2 separate regions of the Macaca mulatta genome follow, and region 2 is linked to region 1. The links are chromatin contacts, called in public Hi-C maps. All regions are on one chromosome and are shown on one strand. Each heading gives the region's core, a stretch centred on a gene start, on an enhancer-like site or on the middle of the called end of the contact. The rest is flanking DNA. Distances are from core to core; before and after follow the strand shown.

What was found. A called contact is a pair of places that touch in the nucleus more often than the background predicts.
Region 2: a contact with region 1 is called in a Hi-C map of liver, with 6 times the contacts expected there. The contact joins the promoter of AIRIM here to the promoter of MTF1 in region 1. A contact is called at or near these places in 2 of 14 Hi-C or Micro-C datasets (cortical neurons and liver).

Annotation. Positions count from the first base shown.
Region 1 is chr1:202,923,908-202,931,813 of T2T-MMU8v2.0, reverse strand. MTF1 (metal regulatory transcription factor 1) reads right to left here and starts at 4,294. Exons shown (of 11, transcript NM_001257795.1): 1 at 4,255-4,294; 2 at 1,711-2,169. The coding sequence starts at 2,118. It overlaps INPP5B (inositol polyphosphate-5-phosphatase B), which reads right to left. Exons shown (of 25, transcript XM_015135734.3): 25 at 5,435-6,816. The coding sequence ends at 6,701.
Region 2 is chr1:203,098,542-203,106,447 of T2T-MMU8v2.0, reverse strand. It overlaps AIRIM (AFG2 interacting ribosome maturation factor), which reads right to left and starts at 4,024. Exons shown (of 7, transcript XR_013403967.1): 1 at 3,812-4,024; 2 at 3,242-3,371; 3 at 2,383-2,495; 4 at 1,364-1,641. It overlaps CDCA8 (cell division cycle associated 8), which reads left to right and starts at 4,251. Exons shown (of 11, transcript XM_001115347.5): 1 at 4,251-4,360; 2 at 4,458-4,566; 3 at 4,689-4,817. The coding sequence starts at 4,473.

The sequences.
Region 1 (7,906 bases), core at 3,045-5,544:
ACCACAGCGAAAAAGATATTGCTAAATCATTCACCCTATTTCTGTTTAGTAACATCTTACATTTAGTCCTTGGTACTGTAACTACCAGTGACCTATTTTTTTCTAACTGACCTGTAATAGTTCCTGGATAGGCCAGGCGTGGTGGCTGATGCCTGTAATCCCAGCACTTTGGAAGGCTGAGGCGGGTGGATCACCTGAAGTCAAGAATTCGAGACCAGCCTGGTTAACATGGTGAAACCCCATTTCTACTAAAAATACAAAAAATTAGCTGGGCATCGTGGCACCTGCCTATAATCCCAGCTACTCAGGAGGCTGAGGCAGGAGGACTGCTTGAACCCAGGAGGCAGAGGTTGCAGTGAGCCAAGATCGCGCCGTTGCACTCCAGCTTAGGCAACAAGAGTAAAACTCCGTCTCAAAAAAAAAGTTCCTGGATAATGTATTTCACTACCTTTAAACCAGAACTTTTATTCTGCTAATAATAACCACCAATATAATTTGTAAAATGCTTTGCAGTTTTCAAAGCATCCTGACATGCATCACCTTACTCACATTAGCTAAACATGAAAATGAAAACTTATTTTAGATAACCTGCTCTCATTTACTGCCTCTTGCCTGAATTTCCCTTTTTTTTTTTTTTTTTTTTCCGAGACTGAGTCTCTCTCTGTCATCCAGGCTGGAGTACAGTGGCGCGATCCTGGCTCACTGCAACCTCCACCTCCCGGATTCAAGTAATTTCCCTGCCTCAGCTTCCCAAATAGCTGGGATTACAGGCACCCACCACCATGTCTGGCTAATTTTTCTATTTTTAGAATAGACGGGGTTTTACCATGTTGGCCAGGGTGGTCTTGACCTCAGGTGATCCACCTGCCTCAGCCTCCCAGTGCTGGGATTACAGAAAGTGTTGGGATTACAGGCATGAGCCACTGTGCCCAGCCCGAATTTCTTTCTTTCTTTTTTTTTTTTTTTTTTTTTTTGAGATGGAGTCTCACTCTATCGCCCAGGCTGGAGTACAGTGGCATGATCTCGGCTCACTGCAACCTCTGCCTCCCGGGTCCAAGTGATTCTCCTACCTCAGCCTCCTGAGTAGCTGCAATTACAGCCATGCACCACCACGCCTGGCTAATTTTTATATTTTAGCAGAGACGGGGTTTCACCATGTTGGCCAGGCTGCTCTTGAACTCCTGACCTCAAGTGATCCACCTGCCTCAGCCTCCCAAAGTGCTGGGATTACAGGCATGTGCCACGTGAAATAAAAGTTCATTAAACATTCACTAAGATAATAAAACATATTCCAGCAGATACTCATCTCCAAAACAAATCATTTAAACACAACCCGGAGATAAGCCAAATATAGTTATTTCTTTATCAAATAAGCCAACTCTAGTTATTTCCCTGTTAGATAAGCTAAATAGTCATTTTAGCACCAGAAACGTGGGCCTACTTAAGTAAAATTTCTGTTTTATTTATGATTTGGGGAAGGAAATTCAAGAAATTACAATTTCATATTCCCAAATTTCAACATGGCTATACAACCCAAAAGTTCCAGAAGCAATCACAACAAAACCTGAAGCATATGTGTTGCTGATAAGCAAAACTACTGTAAGTCCTAACCCCATGGACTCCTTCACTCCCCAGCTAAAATTTGCACCAAGAATTTTGTAAGGACTTGCCCCAAAACCAAACTAGGCCCTCACTGACTGCTTTACTTACTTCTTTACGTTTTGTTTCCGGACATTCCGACTGCAGAGTGAGGGTTGCACCTTCGATATTTCTTGGCATGGGTGTGGAACCAGGGTTTATTGTCAAATGAATCTGATCTGGTGAGATAATGTGCTGTACATAACCCTGGGACATTGCTTCATGATCTATCAGGTGAAAGCCCTCTTCACCCCCTACTAGAAAAGGCAAGTGTTCTCCACACTGTCCGTCATCATCTTCATCCTCCAAAGTGCCAGGGTCCTGCTCAATAAGAACAGTGGTCCTATCATAAACAGTTCCAGATGAGGAAGGCACCAGTCCGTTTTTATCCACAAACCTGAGCATTTTATCATCAGGGGTCAGCTCATCTTCCTCTGCCTCAAAGTAGATGATGTTGTCGTCTGGACTGTGTTCCCCCATGGTTCAGTTGTGCTCAGCCCAATTGTGAGAAATGAAAACGTAATGACTTGTCTGCAACAGAACAAAGCCAGAGTTAAGAGTCATACCACAAGACCCACGCAGCTCCTCAGCAACCACAAGGTTCATTTTCCCTCTCATTTAAAGAGCAAGCTAAAGCAAATGAAAAACCATCCTTGGAAATAATTTTTTTTTTATTTTAACTTTAAAACCATCAAGTCATTTTTTTTTTTTTTTTTGAGACAGACTCTCGTTCTGTTGCCCAGGCTGGAGTGCAGTGGCGCGATCTCGGCTCACTGCAAGCTCTGCCTCCCGGGTTCACGCCATTCTCCTGCCTCAGCCTCCCAAGTAGCTGGGACTACAGGTGCCCGCCATTACGCCTCGCTAATTTTTTGTATTTTTAGTAGAGACTGGGTTTCACCGTGGTCTTGATCTCCTGACCTCGTGATCCGCCCACCTCGGCCTCCCAAAGAGCTGGAATTACAGGCGTGAGCCACCGCGCCCGGCCCATCAAGTCATTTTTAAAGAAAAGCAATGCTGGCCGGGCGTGGTGGCTCACGCCTGTAATCCCAGCACTTTGGGAGGCTGAGATGGGAGGATCGCTTGAGGCCAGGAGTTTGAGATCAGCCTGGTCAACATAGTGAGACCTCCATCTCTACAAGAAAGGAAAAGAAAAGAAAAGAGCTTTTCAAAAATTGAAGTAATAAGTTCATAAGACCCTCTGAATACGCCTGTCAAACAATTTGAAACTTGGTCAAAATATTTAAAGGGGACAAAAGAGCAAACAGAACAGTAGCTGCTTAAAGGCTGAGTTGCTACAAATCTTAAGAGAAACTCCACTCAAATGCCCTCCAAATCAGACCACGAAGCAGTAAATGGTTTCATGTAGTTTATGGTAGAAGGAGCAAGGCTTTGGAGGCAGAGTCATCTACCTACAAATCCTGGCTTTGCCTTTTACTACATGGGTAACTTTTCTGTGCCTCATTTTTCTTATGTGCAAGGTGGGACTAGTAATTCCTGTTCTCTCAAAGTTTTTATAAGGAATAAAAGAGGCAACATATGTAAAGCACAATGTTTGGTAAATAGTAGAGGAACAAGTGTGAATTTCTTCCCTCCTACCTAGAACAGATGTTTCAACCTTCTGGGTTGAAGGGCTAATCCCCAGTCAGGCACAAACAATGAAGATCACTGTATCTATTTATGTCCAATATGGTGTTAACAAGAAGTTATGGTTGTATAGTGGGCTCTCGTCCCTGAATGAATTGAGTCTTATTATTTTTGTTTCTACAGCCCCTAGCATAGTACACTGACACAAATGTCAGCTAAATGAATGAAAGACATGGCGACATACTCTCTCGTGAAGATATACTATCTTGGGAAGATACATTCTCTTGAGAAAAATACCACATTTGAAGCTTTCATGTTCTGGAATAGTGATTCTTCCTTCATCTGCAAACACAGGCTCTACAAATGTGGGTCTGGCAGGCAGAACAGAAAATTTTAAAATAATCAGCACATCCCTTTTAGTTTTCAGTCTGGCTTTGCATTTTATCTTTCTCTTCTGCTCTGGGTTAGAAAGTGAGCCTTTACTTAGTGGGGTGGCTAGACAGTTACCAGAAACAGGCCAAAGAATCGGATCCGGGAGGTACCGGCCCGACCCCTAGTTCTGGCTTACGCAACCCCACAGATGTACATTTCGCTGCATCTGAGAAGAGAGAAGAGAGCACCGAGGACCCCAGTGGGCTGCCCGGGCACCCTCGGCGGCAACGCGGAGACCAACTGTCCGGAACAAACAAGACCAGGAGGTTTGAAGGTAGCCAACGAGGAGTGCGAACGGAGCCCCCTTGAGAGAAGGCTGGGAAAAGGAGCCTGTCTGGGATAGCCCCCAGCACAGCGCTACACAGAAAAACCCGAAGACAAGCTGGGGGTCTCCAAGCACCGAGGAGAGGGGCAGGGTCCGGGTCTCCATGGAAACAGGAAAGGGGGGCTGGATACCCATCCCCATGGAAACGGAGAAGGGGTGGGGTCCCTATGGTGACCAGACTGAGGTCTCTATTGGGAAATGCTTCAGGAGGGAGCCTAAGTCCCGCGCCCCCCGGTAAGTCCCAAGCCCAGGCCAAGTCTAGTTTCGCCTTTTACCTCCGCGGCTCCCGGCAACGGCGGCAGCAGCAGCTTCTCCCCTCCCCAGCGGCACCATGATTGCCCCCACCTTCCCCTAACGTCACTTCCGCTTCCGCTTTCCGGAGGAAGGAGGGGACAGCGGATCCGCCCCTCCCTGGCGCCTCTGGTTGGCTCAGGTTGTCAGGGGGCTGAGCTGCAGCCTCCAATTGGCGAGCGGGAGGGGCGGGGCGGGGCACCGAGGGGAAGGCGCCCAGAAGGTGAGTTTATTCGCGTGGGGAAGCGCCCGGGGTGTCACGGGCGGCCCGCAGGGTGTCGCCCTCGCGGCACTGGAATCAAGGAGAAGGGAACGAATCCCCAAGGAAGGATCCGAAATGTCCTCAGCCAGGTTTGCGCTGCCCGCCCTCGCCCTGGCAGCCACAGCAGCAGCGGGAAGGACCACAGTTGGCAGTCGGAACCCTGGCTCCAACCCGCCAGGGGAGCCTGGACGACCGCGACGTGCCCAGGTTTCTCCCGCCGGGGCCTCGGCCTTCCCTTCAGCACCCATCAAAGTTAACACAGACGGGAGGCCCAGAAAGGAAGACAAGACCCCAAAGGCAGAACTAAGAGTATTCTGAGCCCAGCTAGAGAGGACGCCACCGCCTCTTCCCTTCTCACGCGCTTGCCTAGGACGCCCAGCTGTCTTCTCACACTCTGGCCCAGGCTGGCGGTCCCAACTTTCTTCCCCTGCAAGAGGACGCAGCTTCGGCGGGACTCATGCCCGGGCCAGTTAGCGCCACCTACCGGCCACTCCCTTCTTTAACCTTTCACATTGTTCTGCTGGCCCGTGTCTTAAACCCATTTTACAGTGCCCAGTAGTGGGCATTCGTACCCAGGAAGCGATTCTGCATGTGCCTTCGTTATGCCCCTGTCCTTTCCAAATGCCTGGAGGATCTAGCTGTTAGATCCTCCCAGCTGCCACTGCCTGTTTTAACCATAAGCTGCTTCTCTCGAATATTCAGAGTGGGACAACTCCAAAGACTAGACCAGGGGTCAAGGGGTTCAGGCCAGTGCCATAACCATTTCTTGCTGGAAATATGTGAATAGTGACCGGTACCCACCAGACTGCCAGGAATATATCTCTTTGGCCCCAAGGCTTGAGCCACAAAGTCCAGCTGCAGCGAACTGCCGTCTCTTAAGAGAGAAAAACATATACAACCACCACTGTTAAAAATACATTTATCATTAAAATATATTACACACGGAGACGGGAAGCATTATATACAGTTTGGAAGACTTGCTGACCCAGAAAATCCCACTTGTTTCACCGAACACTCATTTTTTCAGTGATTTTACATTTTTAGAGACGGGGTCTCCCTCTCTCACCCAGGCTGGCGTACAGTGATGTGTTCATAGCTCACTGCAGCCTCAAGCTCCTATGCTCAAGTGAGCCACCCCACGTCAGCCTCCCAAGTAACGCACCACAGGTATGCATCACCACACCCAGCTAATTTTTTAAAAATGTTTTTGTAGAGATGGGGTCTCCCTGTGTTGCCCAGGCTGGTCCCAAACTCCTGGTCTCAAGTGATCCTCCCACCTTAGTCTCCCAAAGTGCTGAGATTACAGGCGTGAGCCACTGTGCCTGGTCATTTTAATTTTTTAAATGCCTGTATTGCCCTCAGAGGCTGAGCAACCAGCTTTAGAGTTATCGAGCCATTATCTGGGCAGGAACGGGGGTAGAGTTTGCATATGCATATACACGTCCTCAGAGCACTGAAAGCATCTGGGGTGGCTGTGGCCTGTTTCACCCAGCAGCTTCTGCCTGCATTCTTGCCATCCAACTCATTGGCCTTTCATGACTTTCCATCAAATATCTGCTCATAGGGATCTCAGCCCAGGCTATAGGGAAGGCACTGACTATGCCCTGGAGGTAGGGTGAGTGAGTACAACAAATACAGTTATTTAAAAACATTTTAGGCCAGGCGTGGTGGTTCACACCTGAAATCCCAGCACTTTGGGAGGCCTGGATCACCTGAGGCCAGGCATTCGAGACCAGCCTGGCCAACATGGTGAAACCCTATCTCTACTAAAAATACAAAAAAATTAGCCAGGCGTGGTGGCAGACGCCTATAATCCCAGCTACTCGAGAGGCAGAGGTTCAGTGAACCAAGACCACGCCAATGCACTCCAGGCTGGGCAACAAAAGTGAAACTCCATCTCAAAAAAAAGATCAATCTGTGTTAAATAACTAAAGTTGAAAATTGAATGTCAGTTTTATTATGGTGGATTTTCTCCCGTGTCTTCACGACTCACAGCACTGAGTGTGCTAACCAATGGTGAGCTTAGTCAGGGTACTAGGCTCAGGAAATAGCTGCCATTCTTGCTACCAAGTGGCCTCACATAATTATCTTAAGGGAGCTCTTGAGCTGAAACAGGTGGGGCTGGTAATTGGCAGCCTCAAGTAAAATAGGAGGAGAGATATAGAGGCTCAGAGTGGGTTGCAGAGGAACTGGTGAATAAATTCTTGAGCCTTTTTCTTCTCTGTCATATCAAGCTTTTGGTGACCAGCTGGGTTTCGAAGCAATAAGCTGCCAAATATGCTAGCTGCAAGAAAAAACACAGAAAAGAAACGATTCAGCAAAAGAAGGTACTAAAGACACACATCACTTAACAACAGGGATATGTTCTGAGAAATGTGTCATTAAGTGATTTCGTCATTGTGCAAACATCATAGAGTGTACTTAAACTTTCACAAACTTACACTTGTACTTACACAATTCTATATGGTATAGTCTATTGCTCCTAGGCTTCTGTACAGCATGTTACTATACTGAATACTACAGGCAGTTGTAACACAGTGCTAAGTATGTGTATATCCAAATATATCTAAACATAGGAAAGGCACATCAAAAATACGGTATTATGAGCCGGGCATGGTGGCTCACACCTGTCATCCCAGCACTTTGGGAAGCCAAAGCAGGCAGATCACTAGAGGCCACGAGTTCAAGACCAAGCTAGGCCAACATGATGAAACCCCATCTCTACTAAAAATACAAAAATTAGCCTGTCCTGCCAGTGGGCTTTCCAATGGGAATGGTGCTGTGTCAGAGGTGGCTGAGGCTGGGAGGTTGTAGGGGAGACGGCCCTGCTTGGTGTCCTGCCTCTCTGGTTCCCGCCTCCTCCCCCCACCACCCCCTGTCCCCAGTGGGGGCTCGTCCCCAGGCTGAGACAAGGTTCCATGAGCGTGGTAGGGATGGCTGAGGTGTGGGCATTGGAGGGTGTGGCCCTGTGGCCCCTGTCCAAGCGGTGGCTGTGAGGGCCGGGGTGGCCATCTGGCTCCCAGCCCTCTCCCATCCCGCAGCAGGGAGGGTGGGCACGTTGGGCTGGTCACTGCCCTTAAAAAAAAAAAAAAAAAAGGGCCGGGCGCGGAGGCTCAGCCCTCTAATCCCAGCACTTTGGGAGGCCGAGGCAGGCGGAATCATGAGGTCAAGAGATTGAGACCATCCTGGCCAACATGGTGAAACCCTGTCTCTACTAAAAATACAAAAATTAGCTGGGTGTGCTGGTGCACGCCTGTAGTCCCAGCTACTTGTAAGGCTGAGGCAGGAGAATTGCTTGAACCCGGGAGGTGGAGGTTGCAGTGAGCTGAGATCACGCCACTGCGCTCCAGCCTGGCGACAGAGCGAGACTCCGT
Region 2 (7,906 bases), core at 2,775-5,274, 170 kb before region 1:
GAGACGGGGTTTCACCATGTTGGCCAGGCTGGTCTCAAACTCCTGACCTCAAGTGATCTGCTTCCCAAAGTGCTGGGATTACAGCCATGAGCCACCGTGCCGGGCCAGTCATACTATTCTCTATGCACACTACTCACACCCACGTCTTGACTCTGTTTACACCTTTTCAACCATTAGGTTTTTAATATCACTTCCTCCCCAGAAGCTTCCCCCCTCCACACAAGCCATACTTATCAATATCTTAGGACATCCCACAATTTAATTCACTGATTGTTTATTTCTTCTATTCAACTAAGAACAGGAACTAAGTCTGGTTCATTGTTGTATTCCTGGCACCTTGTGCTTGGCATCCCACAAGGTGCCTAATGAATGTATTTTGTACAAATAAATAAAAGGAAAGTCCTCATCTGTGACAGTTTCCTATTAGTCTATGGCACAGACTCTATATACTGGACCTTTCTTTTGTTCTGGTTCAAGGAAAGGCCACACATGCCCTGTCTCTCCTCTGTCCTCAATAACCTATAACTCTCAGCCTGGGCAACATAGTGAGACCCTATCTCTACAAAAAAATTTAAAATTAGCTGGGCATGGAAGTGCACGCTTGTTGTCCCAGGTACTTGGGGGGTTGAGATGGGAGGATCACTTGAACCAGGGGAGTCAAGGTTGCAATGAGCTGTGATTGTGCCACTGCACTGCAGCCCGGGTGACAGAGCAAGACCCTGTCTCAAAAAAAAAAAAAAAATCTGTAACACAGATACTGGGTCTGACAACAAGCATATCAGAACTTGGAGACGTGCTACTACTGGGCACAAAGACACCAACCTACAGCAGAACAAAGTGGTGATTAAGAGCTCTAGCTTTTGGGTCAGGCACACTTGAGTTAGAATCCCAGCTCTACCCTTTTCTGGCTGTGTCACCAGGGGCAATCTGCTTGAGCCTCAGTTTCCTACCTGCATGGAATTAAGTGCAGTAAAGTCACAGATATGTTGAAGAGCCTTTATAATGTAATATATATAAAGCCCTTAGCTCTAGCACCTACTAAGTTTACACAGCTCCTCATTGCCTTTTACCAAAGAAAACTATAGGGCAGAGCTAATAGGCTTTCTCTGCTCCTTTTCTGTTCTTCTTTTGTGACTTCCACTAAGCCCACCACTGCCATGCCTAGTCTCTGACAAGGAAAATGCCAGAAAATGGCTTTCTGACAGAGGTCTCACTGCCCCAGATGGTAAGTGAGGAAGGTTGAGATACCTCCAAATGCCACGCTTTCAAGGAGAAAAACACCTTCTGGACTGATACTAGCTACATATAAAACACCTCGTTTTAAAATCCTTCCACCAGGAAAGAGCACTATGGAGCTGCTTACAGCCTTTCCCCTAGCTTGTCCAGGACGATGTCACCAGCAGCCAGCTGCTTGCGCCTCAGCCGCTCTTTTAAGTCTGGGAAGGCCCGAAGCGCCGGCACATCCTCGAACCGCAGGTTCTGTGCGGCCTGCAGCTGCTCCGCCAGGTTGCTGAGGGAAGACAGGAGGGGCTGGCAGTCCTGCAGGGCACTCTGCCACAGGCCCTGCTGCTCCTCCACCACCAGGAAGCACTTCTTCAGGGCCTCCTGCACGGCAAGCAGAGGCCGGTCTTGAGTCATCTTCTGCTGAAAAAGATAAAAATAGAAAATAACCACGTTGGGGTGGCAAGTCAGTCCGGGAGGCACTGGGTCGAGGGTGGGCGTCATTTCCGTCCTCGTGTTCACACAGGAGTTGTCTCACCTCCAGAAGTGGTTTTTTTTGTTTTTGTTTTTTTCGACACGGAATTTCACTCTGTCGCCCAGGCTGGAGTGCAGTAGCGCTATCTCGGCTCACTCCAACCTCTGCATCCCGGGTTCAAGCAATTCTCCTGTCTCAGCCTCCCGAGTAGCTGGGAATACAGGTGCCCGCCACCACGCCCGGCTAATTTTTGTATTTTTAGTAGAGACAGGGTTTCGCCATGTTGGCCAGGCTGGTCTTGAACTCCTGACCTCAGGTTTTCCGCCCGTCTCGGTATCCCAAAGTGCTGGGATTACAGGCGTGAGCCACCAGCCCCGGCCCTGCCTCAGCTTTCTGAAGGAGATCCTGGCTTCCCCTTGGGAAGGGTAACCTGGATAGGGCAGTCTCCTGCTTCAGAGGATTCCCGGCGGCCAATCGCCGTCTCTTCTCTGACCTACAGTCCTGTCTCCCCTGCCCGAGGCTGCCGGTCGCGTTCCTGAAACCAGCGGAAAAACTTAAAAGTCAAGACACCCAAAGCGTGAGCACCACGCGCCCATAGTCTCTCTGCGCATGCTCACAGGCGACCGCCCCCAAAGCTCCTCCGCAGGCCTGCAAGGCTATTGAGTCGCGAAAATATATCATAGTACCGAAATTACTTCTGGGTACTGTAGTCCAACATGTGGATTGGCCACTCGGCTTGAAGCTTCCTTGGGACTGGATGTTGGGACCGTCCAAACACGGCGACTTCTCATTTGTCAGCCTGCGGCAGTTTAAATTGGGTGGCAGTGGTGGCATGTCCTCTTAACTGTGGAGTCTTTTCCTCTCAGCTTGCGCCTTCGGCTGTGCCTTAATGACACTTTTGACATTGTGTATCACAACCAACTGGCAAAAACTAGTGAATCACGGGCTCCTGACGTGGCAGCTCTGGCTGAGATGCAGGTGGACATCCTAGGTGCCCAGGGAGGTCGGGCACATTGGGGAGTCGGGTGAAGGAAACCCTGAAACCGAGAGGCTGGAAGCCCAATTTGCCCATCATAAAAACACCTGCTGCGGGAAAGCCTACATGAGGTACGGGTTGTCGTCCCCTCTCATCTTGGCCATCTAACTGATGGAGATCCTTAGGCACCCAGCAGACTCGGGTGTCACCCCCACCACCCACTGCCCAGGGCTGACCTTGGGCGGAAGAGCGACATTCAAATATTTTTTGTATATGGAGCAACAAACCAGGGTGGAAGAGAGAGAGAAAGGACTTTCTAGGAAGGGCCAGGCTTGCCAGGGTTTCTATGCTTGGACTGCTCTGTCCCCAAGCTCGCTGGTGCCCATCAGGAGCCTGCTTGGCACCTTTGCTTATTTCTTTGATTGTTCCTGAACTCAGAGGGGGAGAGGCAAGATTATCACTCCCATAGCCTATAACATGCACGCTTAAACACAAACAACCCCTCTGACATGGCTTCATTCCGCATCCACAGGTGAAAAGCACCAAATCCAAACAATCAGGCCACAAACCTGTCAAGAGCTCGCCGGTCTGGCCGTCCAGTCGTCGCCCGCCTTGAGACTCAGCCTGAGCTACAGCTTCGAAACTAGCCTCTAGCCTTGCTGGGTCTCAGCACAACCCTTGAGCAATCCAACCCTGTGGCTGTGGGCAGATGCAAAGATGCACAGTTAGCACTTCCGACAGGACTGCGGCTCAGCGGGGTTCGAGGTCTACACGCCCATTCCCAGGCCCACGGCCAGAACACCCAGAGCTGCCTCCCGCCCTGGGCTCCCTGGAGTGTGGTGGCCGCGGCTCACGCTGCAGTCACCGCGTGGGCAGCTGCCAAGCGCCACTACTCGCACCTGAAGTCGCGGCCCCGCGCTGCACACCCAGTCGAGGCGCCAAGACGCGAACTGGACGGGAGTGGCCGCCCCGCGGGCAAGCGAGGAACAAGAGGGTTCTCCCCACTCGCTGCCCAAACTGGCCACGGGCTGGCGCGCCCACCCCAAAGCCTGCACCCCGGCCCCGCTCCCCTGTCATTCCGCCTCGACCCCTTCCAAACCCTGTCGGGGCTGCTCTGTCTCCGCCGACCCTCCACTTGCCCCAAGTTCGGCCTGGGGAGCTTGGGGCCCTGAGGAGCGCCGACGTAGGCAGCCAACCAGTCAATCAGTCAGAGTGTCACGGCGGCCCCTCGGCTACTCAGTGGCAGCCAGGCCTGGAAGAAGCAGCCGCCGGCCCCGGAGCAGAATCCTACAGCCGACCTGACCTAGCCCGCTCCTAGCCCTCCAGAGATTGGGGTAATGAGGACCCGCCGCAAGGCCTGCCGGGAGTCGCAGTTTGTATAGTTTGCAGCCGGCCAGGGCGGAGCCGGGTGGGTTGGTGGGGAGGGCGGGGAAACAAGCCTGGACCACAACTCCCAGGAGCACCCGCGACGGCGGCGCCCGCGCTGACGCACTCCGGCTATAGGGAGCGCATTGGGCGGGAGACCCCGGGCAGGTAGGAACTTGCTTGTGATTGGATACTGTGGGACGGCGGTTTCTCATTCGTCAGCCTGTGGCTGTGGAGTTTGAATTAGGTGGCGGTTGACGGTAGAGCCGCTCTCTCTCACTGGCATAGCGAGGTTTTACTCAGTCCTTGTCGCGAGACCGGAGGTACGTGCCTGGCGACTTATTCGGGTGGTCCCCATCCGCCCTCCTGGTCCCTACCTGGTTCCTTGCCTCCCTGCCCCATCTCCGCCGCTCCCCGCAGCCTCCGCCGAGCGCCATGGCTCCTAGGAAGGGCAGTAGTCGGGTGGCCAAGATCAACTCCTTACGGAGGCGGAAGCTCGCCTCCTTTCTGAAAGACTTCGACCGTGAAGGTAAAGGGGCCAGGCCGTCGCGGCCTCCTGGGGCGGTCGCGGGATGCTGGCGGGTGGGGACACGAGCTGCACACATTCACCCGCCCCGTGACCCGTGTCCTGTCGGCTCTGCCCTCCCGCAGTGGAAATACGAATCAAGCAAATTGAGTCAGACAGGCAGAACCTCCTCAAGGAGGTGGATAACCTCTACAACATCGAGATCCTGCGGCTCCCCAAGGCGCTGCGCCAGATGAACTGGCTTGACTACTTCGGTAAGAGCTGGAGAGCTTCCCTGGGCGGAGGCCGGGAGCCCCGTGGGGTTAGGTAACACCCTTCAGAAAGGACTCGCTCAGATGTCACCTTTTAATGAAATCTGACATGACCACTTATGGAAAATTGCAGACCCTTTCACTCTCTGTCTCACTTCCGTAAGTCATGTGTCTCCATCCTTTTCTCTAAAGGCCTAGGTAGCAAATATTTTAGGCTACTTGAGCCGGTGGGAGGGGTCTCTGTCGGACAACTTAGCTCTGCTGTTACAGGTCCAAAACAGCTATAGTGAATGGGCATGGATGGGCTGTATTCCAATAAAATTTTAGTTGTGGATACACTGAAATGTGAATTTCACATAATTTTCACACATCAGGAATTTTATTTTATTTTTTTGGAACAGAGTCTCACTCTGTCACCCAGGCTGGAGTGCAGTGCAGTGGTGCGATCTTGGCTCACTGCAACCTCCACCTTCTGTATTCAAGTGATTCTCCTGCCTCAGCCTCCGGAGTAGCTGGGATTACGGTCTCCTGCCACTATGCCCTGCTGATTTTTGTATTTTCAGTAGAGACGAGGCTTCACCATGTTGGCCAGGCTGGTCTCGCACTACTGACCTCAAGTGATCTGCATGCCTCAGCCTCCCAAAGTGCTGGGATTACAGGAGTCAGCCACTGTGCCCAGCCAGAAAATAGTATTTTTAAAAAATATGTATATTTTACCCAACCCATTTAAAAATGAATGAATAAATGACATGGTTAGTTAACCAGAGCTCAGATGAAAGAATAACCCAAAGCAGCTCCTTATGCAGCTTATGGAAATTGCTAACTTAAAAATGGGCACATCAGGCTGGGCGCAGTGGTTCATGCCTGTAATCCCAGCACTTTGGGAGGCTGAGGCGGGCAGATCACCTGAGGTCAGGAGTTCGAGACCAGCCTGATCAACATGGAGAAACCCTGTCTCGGCCGGGCGTGGTGGCTCAAGCCTGTAATCCCAGCACTTTGGGAGGCCGAGACGGGCGGATCAGGAGGTCAGGAGATCGAGACCATCCTGGCTAACACGGTGAAACCCCGTCTCTACTAAAAAAAATACAAAAAACTAGCCGGGCGTGGTGGCGGGTGCCTGTAGTCCCAGCTACTCCGGAGGCTGAGGCAGGAGAATGGCGTAAACCCAGGAGGCGGAGCTTGCAGTGAGCTGAGATCCGGCCACTGCACTCCATCCTGGGCGACAGAGAGAGACTCCATCTCACAAAAAAAAAAAAAGAAAGAAAGAAACCCTGTCTCTACTAAAAATAAAAAAAGTTAGCCGGGTGTGGTGGCGCATGCTTCTAATCCCAGCTATTCAGGAGGCTGAGGCAGGAGAATCGCTTGAACCTGGGAGGTGGAGGTTGCGGTGAGCCAAGAGCCCGCCATTGCACTCCAGCCTGGGCAACAAGAATGAAACTCCATCTCAAAAAAAAAAAGGCACATCAGTTTTCCTGGCCAGAGAAAAATCCCAGCCTGCTTCCCCACTCCCTTATTAAATGTCCAGAGAAATGCAGGAGGCTGTACTTTTCTGCTGGGTTGCAAAAGTTTTCCTTATTATTAATTATCCAGCATGTAGTCTCCTTGCTGGATAGAAATGCATGTTCTGTTCACATATTAGACGTTGAATGATCCTTTTGACTTGTCCTTTTATTTATTAATATTAAGCCATTCATTTGCTCATTTCTACAAATACTGAGCATGTGTGAGTCACAGTGCTAGGTGCTAAAGATGCACTGGGGAATAAAACAGACATTGTCTCTGCCTTCAGAAACATACAGGTTAGTAGAAAAGAGCTATTAGAAAAATCCACATACAATTATGTAATTAAAAGTATAGGTACTACAAAGGAGATAGAATAGAGTAGTTGTCAGTGAGCATATTGTGATTTCTATGCCGGATGGGCATTGTACCAAGTGTTTTACATATATTAACTAATTTTTCTTCATAACTAATAATATCCCTATTTTTCTAAATGACAAGATTAAGGCACAGAGAAATTGGATACTTTGCTCAAGGCCTCATAAGCTAGTTAGTGGAATAGTCTGTTTGAACCCAGGTATTCTGGTTTCATAGCCTGAGATCTTAACTGTTTTACAAGATACTGTGAGGGTTTCTAGCAGGAGGATCTAACCTAACTTTTTATTCTACATGTAAATCTCACAAAGACCTTTTCATTCAACACACATTTACTGTACTTCTATTGACTGCTAAATTTTTGCCAGAAGCAAAGGATATCATCTCTGGAATTCAGTCCAAGGCAAGGATGGACTGTTTAAAAAGCTCTGAGTGGTTACTGGGTATGATGAGGGTGAGCAACTTACTCCACACTTTGCAGCAACCTACTGAGATAGAAAAATAAGCAGGCTAGGCACAGTGGCTCACACCTGTAATCCCAGCACTTTGGGAGGCCGAGGCAGGTAGATTGCTTGAGCCCGGGAATTTGAGACCAGCCTGGGCAACATAGCAAGACCCTATCTTTAAACTTTAAAAAAATAATTAAAATAAAAACACATTTTTTTTTTAAAGAAAAATAAGCAGAGGGCAGGGCATGGGGTGGGGCTTCATACCTGTAATCCTAGCACTTTGGGAGGCCAAGGCAGGAGTATCACTTGAGCCCAGGAGTTCAAGACCAGCCTGGGCAACATAGCAGGAGACCACATCTCTATTTGAAAAAAAAAAAACCTGGACAACTTGGCAAAACCCTATCTCTACAAAAAATACAAAAATTAGCCAAATGTGGTGGCGCATGCCTGTAGTCCCAGCTACTTGGGAGTCTGAGGGTAGAGGATCAGTTGAGCCCAGGAGACAGCCAAGGTGGCACCACTCCACTCCAGCTTGGGTGACAAAGCAAGACTCTGTCTCAAAAATAAATAAAATTTAAAATATATTTTTTAAAAAGATAAGCAGAATTTTGGGGGTGATGTTTGAGCTCAGTTTTGAAGGATGAGTTAGAAATTTATCAAGTACGGAGGAGAATTTCAGGCAGAGGAAATACAAAGTACCATGGCAACAAGTCCTGAGAGTCAGTGGCACATTTGGGATATAATTTGGAGAAAGAATAGATTAGATGG